2 separate regions of the Mus musculus genome follow, and region 1 is linked to region 2. The links are chromatin contacts, called in public HiChIP or PLAC-seq maps. All regions are on one chromosome and are shown on one strand. The core of a region is the stretch at or near the end of the contact, and the rest is flanking DNA. Distances in the headings are between cores, read along the strand shown.

Evidence for each region. HiChIP or PLAC-seq counts read pairs in DNA pulled down with a chosen protein or histone mark.
Region 1: a contact with region 2 is called in an H3K27ac HiChIP or PLAC-seq map of heart atrium, with 12 read pairs. The contact joins two enhancer-like sites. A contact is called at or near these places in 2 of 484 Hi-C or Micro-C datasets (forebrain and nephron progenitors), 7 of 115 datasets of contacts at active chromatin or transcription factors (double positive thymocytes, embryonic fibroblasts, embryonic stem cells and 4 more) and 3 of 9 other capture datasets (adipose tissue, liver and pancreatic islet).

What each region holds. Positions count from the first base shown.
Region 1 is chr19:40,476,390-40,479,395 of GRCm38.p6, forward strand. The region is part of intron 1 of Sorbs1 (sorbin and SH3 domain containing 1); the gene reads right to left. Among named protein-coding and RNA genes, the nearest start is that of Sorbs1, 36 kb to the right of the region's middle. Within about 2 kb of position 1,387, at least 137 of the 459 cell types and tissues checked have an H3K27ac peak or open chromatin away from gene starts, as enhancers often do. A contact at or near this core is called in adipose tissue, heart atrium and memory CD8 T cells, where this site is marked.
Region 2 is chr19:40,375,179-40,378,172 of GRCm38.p6, forward strand. Sorbs1 (sorbin and SH3 domain containing 1) reads right to left here. Exons shown (of 29, transcript NM_178362.1): 7 at 1,467-1,838. Among named protein-coding and RNA genes, the nearest start is that of A930028N01Rik, 80 kb to the left of the region's middle. Within about 2 kb of position 1,568, at least 39 of the 459 cell types and tissues checked have an H3K27ac peak or open chromatin away from gene starts, as enhancers often do. A contact at or near this core is called in adipose tissue, heart atrium and memory CD8 T cells, where this site is marked.

The DNA.
Region 1 (3,006 bases), core at 137-2,636, 100 kb after region 2:
CAAAGGTTGTACCACCATCCCCTGCTCCTCTCTGCTTCCGACTTTCCGCTATCAGCTCAACACTCACCTCTTTGAGAGCCTTCTGTGGTCCCCTAAACACAGTCAGGTCTCTCTAGCATGTGCTTCAGTGGTCTCCAGCACTTCCTCACTGCAGCCTCAAAATGATTTGTGATGACTTTACTCATATTGACTTGATGCCTTCCCTATGAACCATAAGACTCATGAATTCCAGGTTCAACGTGTGTTTTCTCCCTCGCACTTTGCCCTATGCCTGGAACACAGGAGACACTCAAATGTTTGCAGACTGAATCATCATCCGAACAGCTGGGCAAGGAAGGGTAAAGGCAAGAGGAAGTCCTATGGGTGGATAGCTCACAAGTCAGAGTGTCTGTAACTCAAGGATACCTGGAGCACATGGAACTTCTCCTGACCCAATAATATCTGTCTGGGGACGAGGAGGCAGCAGTCACTGAAGACTTTACTGTGTAGGAATGGAGATCTGAGTTTGAGCCCCAGAACCAACAACACAAAAATGGTAGGATCCCAGAAACTCACTGATCAATCAGCCTGCCTGGCCTACTTCTCGAATTTCAGGCCAATGAGAGAGCCTATCAAGAAAACACAAAGTGGGTGACACTTGAGGAGAAACCCCACCAAAGGTTGACTTCCAACCTCTACACACACACATGTACACACAGACACACACACACACACACACACACACACACACACACATACACCTCTAATCTGCTTCTGCTTTGAAACTGAGCCAAAAATGGCTGACTGTGGAATGCACGGTGCTTAAATCCATAGGCATCCTCTTCTAACAGGTGCGCACCAACCCAGATCTTAGTCTGCTCACAAGGTTTGCATTAAATGAAAGGAAGATGGTGCAGGGTGGCGTGCAAGTTTGGGGATTACTGCAGCTCTGCCTATAACAGACCCCGGCAGAGCCAGAAATCTACAGCAAGGTATGGAAAATAACACTGCCAAGTGCCAACTACTGAGTGCCTACATGTACTGGGAACAAGCCTGGGAGAGCTTCAAAACCTATCAAGAAGGGCAGTCGCCATCCTACAGATAAGGAAACTGAAACTCTGGAAGGCTAAGCCAATGCTCATAAGCAAAGTAAATAAATAACTCAGCTAGAACCTGGAGCCCAGACAAGTTGATTGCAAAGTGTGTGTGCCTGGACCCTATTCAACTACCACACACACACACACACACACACACACACACACACACACACACACACAGAGTCAGCAAATGGGATTTAAGACTTGGTTGGAAAAAGAGATAATTCCAGTTCAGGTTCTTCCACGGCTCTGTGGTGACCCAGGTAAGTGACCTCACCACCCCAGGCTCTGGGGACACTCCCTCTCCAGTAATATAAGAGTACAGCACATGACCGGTTCAGAAGAGACACAGTACTACTGAGCCCACAGAGTGCTTAGCAGTCAAAACCTATCAGGAAATGACACCTCCCTGGCCAGGGACCCAGCCACGCTGCAGTTGCTAAGCTCTCGCCCAAACTGGGGTTTGTTAGAAGCTTTGAACGTCAAAACAACAGAGGCTGACAAACTGTTTCCTAGGCCCCCTGAAACTGGCCTGGAACTTGGAAAGGCCAACAATAAACACTAAGGAAAAGGAGACTTCTTACGTGTATCTAAATAAACCCAAACCTCTCTTTCTGTGGTGGGGAGTTGAAGAAAATACTTGCTGTAAAAGGAGCTAATCTGTCCTCAAACCTCCTTGGGCTAACACTGATCAGCAATCTTCTTTGCAGCACGAACCCCTCTGGGACGTGCCCAACATATGCACAAGTGCAGGGGCAGCCTTCCAACACCAGGGCTGTCAGCCGACTAAGTCTCCTTCGTTCCATCCCCTGAGCTGCTATACGGAGCAGGAATTTACAGTCTCTTCTCCAAAGCCTTACAAGGTCAAAAACGCTAGATGTTGTGTAATTCCTATGATGACAAGGCTGTGGAGCAGCCCAGGCTAAATGACCAATACAAATGACACGGCAGAAGCCTAAGAGCCAAAATGTGGAGTCAGCACCGGGCAGCACTTGAGCCTTTGAGCCTGGTGCTGGCCCGGCTTCAGCAGCACACAGGCCCACCGCTGTACTGGCTCCTATGCCCTGCCAGTTGCAACCAAGAATGTGCAAAGCCACCCCAACACCCTGCCCTATTGCCCCAGCACCATAATAGGGGACACAAAAGAGCTGGCATTCGTGTGAGGATGACCCGGGTCTCCCACTCCACAAAGCCTGCAGTGACTTTAATGGGTACAGCAAGGCATGGGGAGAAATGGCCAAAGACAGCCTGTAAAATGGAGCATCAAGGACATAAAGGGAAGAAAAGGACTCTCCATCTTCTGTGTCGAACATCACACCTGGCAACACATAAAATAGTCCTGGGACAAGGAAGTAGAAAGAATCGAGTATATTAAGGGGGGAGAAAAGGAAACATAAAGAAAGAGAAGTAGTATAAGGAGCAAGACCTGGTCATGTTCCCCCATCCCAAAGCCACCATGGTCTTGCCCTGCAACAACCCATTCCTACTACCCAAGGCCCTTCCAAGATGAGCCTAGAAAAGCCAACCTCAATATCAAGCAGAAAAAACACAACAGCACCAGGTGGTGGTGGTGGTGCACTCCTTTAATCCCAGCACTCGGCAGAGGCAGAGAGGCAGAGAGAGAGGCAGAGAGGCAGAGAGAGAGGCAGAGAGGCAGAGAGGCAGAGAGAGAGGCAGAGAGGCAGAGAGGCAGAGAGAGAGGCAGAGAGGCAGAGAGAGAGGCAGAGAGGCAGAGAGGCAGAGAGGCAGAGAGGCAGAGAGGCAGAGAGGCAGAGAGGCAGAGAGGCAGAGGCAGAGACAACATCTCTCTGAGTCTGAGGCCAGCCTGGTCTACAAGTTCCAGAACAGACAAGGCCACGCAGAGGAACCCTGTCTCAAAACCAACAACAACCAAAAAGACAGGACTGGAACTTACATTCATCCTGGATTT
Region 2 (2,994 bases), core at 318-2,817:
ATCTGGCTTAAATCCTGCTCTATCTATAACTGCACTGAGCTGCATCTGGAAGGTTGGAGAAGAGGCCCATCCCATGATGCAACAGTTCCCAGCTTTTGTGTGTTTGACACCTCATTACAATTTCCCCACTAAACTAAATAAGACGTTTCCTTCCTGTTCTCTGACTCGATTCGGCTTAACAAGCCGTTTAACCTAGTTTCATGGGCACACTTCTTCCAACAAAGGACGCAAGTAAATGTTCAGTCCTAGCCGCAAAACACGTGGTACTCACTGTACCACGTGTCAATAGTGGTGGTGTTTATGGCTCCAACATCAAAACCCACTTGATACCTGCAACCAAGTGAGAGGCCCCTGCTCCTTCCCAGACCCACTCAATCAAATCTATGGTATATAAACTAGACTTCTCCAGTGCTCGGATGATCCCATGCGCACCAACCAGCCTTGAGAGTGGATACTCTCTACCTAACTCCTCCAGGCCGTCTGAAAGCAGGAGTCCTGGCTTGTTGTAAGTGCACCTGTGAATGAATCCTAGTTGCTTAGAACATCGATGAAACCATCACTAACCTAGCAGTTCCTTTAACATCTTCATTCACTAGGGTAAGTCCTCAGCAACGCAGCTAACAGGAACTAGGACTTCCCCTAGGCTGGGCTGAATTGAGTCCACTGAGTCCCTATCATAGGAGTGGTTACGACATGATCCCACTGAGCCAGCAAGTGTCCTCACATTATGACTTATGATGTCCATTCAGATTCTTTCGCTCCGGACTTCTACTGTATCAGAAGCAGCTGGGCTGTCTATAAAGAGACTCATTCTGAACAGAGAGGACTTTTACATTTCCCACCGTTACTGATATATGTGTTTGCCACCAAAACCACAGTGGCCTCCTCCTCAGGGGCCCTAGCAATTATGTCTTGTGAGAAAGTCTTAACACATCAGTTTTCAGATCTATTTACTCAATTAGACGCACCGCCCCCACCCCCTTTCTCTCCCTCTCTCCGCTTCTGTTTAACAGAGTCCGCTTCATGAAATCAGCCAAAGAATAAAAACTTTCCTCCTCATAAACTCTCTTCTTCCTCGTGTCCTATCACCAAATCTGCCTGTGGCTTTCCACAGCTTTTCTCAGCCTTCAACACTACATCTGCCCTGACCTAGGAAGATCAGGACCAGGTGAGGTAAAGATCACAGACACTTCTCAGAGGGAAGACAGACTTCCATCAGAAAGACGTGCGTTCCCAACAGAGCAGAGGAAGAGAGTGTTCTTGAAAGGCCAAGAGTAGCCATAGGTGGCCCATAGGATGCACAAGGGAGACATGCTCTCAGGGATAGCACACACAGATCCAGCCAGCACACAAGCACAGTGGCCAAGGCCGCCTCAGAACTTAGTACTTCAGTGAGAAAGGGAGGGTTTTACTGCCAGGAGCAGACATTCAGGGTAGCCGTGGGGAAGGGGGTCCAGCAAGCTTACGGTACTTGAGACAGCTCCCGGGAGGTCAGGCTCCAGGCCTCTGTGGAGGTCCTCCGGGACGGGAGGGACCAGCGGAGGTGGTGGTGAGGGTGGTGACGTCTGGCTAGCAGGGGAGAGGGAGCCACAAGCACTGGCTGGCTGGCTGTGGTGGGGCCGCCTCTGCAGGTGAGGGGGAATGAAATCATCGAGTGTCGGGAAGGTCAGAGGTGAGGCAGCAGGGGTGGTCGCCGGGACAGTGTGGACGCAGCCAAGTGGCCCCAGAGATGCTGGAGTTCTGGCAGTGCCTTCTTGCCCTTGCCCTCTGTCAGTATTAACCAGGTAGAGAGGAACAACTATTACCTCAGACGGGGCTGAGCTGGAGGAGGTGGCACCCTGTGGGAAATAAGGGGTTGTTACGCAGTTACGCAAAGGGGACGGCAGAGAGACAGGAATTCCACATTTAAACAGTTGCGCGTGGACATGCAGTGATGCACTTCAAGAAATATTTAATCAGTGCCCTTTCCTCAGAGTACATGAGACAGTCAGTGCTAGCCAGCGCTAGCCAGCTGGCCTCCTGATACTCTATGACACAGAGGGAGCCCCATCCAAGTTCACTTTCCGTCTGTCTATTTTTGAAACCTTTTAACACTTTATGAGAGAGAAAGAGAACAAACAACAGAAGAGAGTCAGGTGGGCAAGCAGACAGCGTTTAACCCCACAAAACTGCCACAGAGCCCGCAAGCTTGGGAGCAAATGCAGTTTCTTTAGCACCTTGTCGTAAGACTTGAACACTCTTACCACGTTATTAGTCTATGAATTCCATGGTCTGGCATACTGAGACATTGACAGACAGGAGCCAGGGAGACAGGAGAGGCTGTGCTCAGAGAGTTAGATAGAAGGACTCGGGATTCAAGTGCTGTAACACTAGTGAGGAGAGGGAGGGCAGGGAAGCCCAAAAGACAAGTGAGCCGCTTCAACCGGTTCTGAGAGAGACAGTGTAGAAGACACACAAACATTCCTAGATTCTTGCCTTGGCTGGATAACACGGCTGCAAAAGGTAAGTTTCTTTGTTCTTCTGGTTTTCGGGATCAGAGGTAACCTGGGGGCCTAGCCTGGGAGGCCTCACTGCATCTGGGAACGAGGCCCATGTCCCCAGTGTGTGATTCTCACCGCGGTTACCGTCATCTTTGCGGTTGTCAAAGAATAGCTTGGGAGGGTCAGGAGGAGGAGCAGGGGGTGGTTTTCCTGTGCCAACTGTGGCTGTGCCAGGGACAAGGCAGGGAGCTGGTGCCTGAGTGCCTGCGGCCTCCGAGGGAGTGTCTGGGGCCGAGTCACGTGCAACAGGAGGGTAGTTTTCCGATGATGCCCGGCAAATGTTATTGGATAAACACGGGACATATAAGCTGCTGACCTGTTTATTCCCTGTGGCCTCACAACGTGTGTTAGAGCTCACATTCTTACTGTATACTAATCGGGAGGCTACATAGTATTGCTGGGGTTGGGAGGGCACTTCAAGGCCCATGGACCCCAAAAGTAATGAACGGGGACA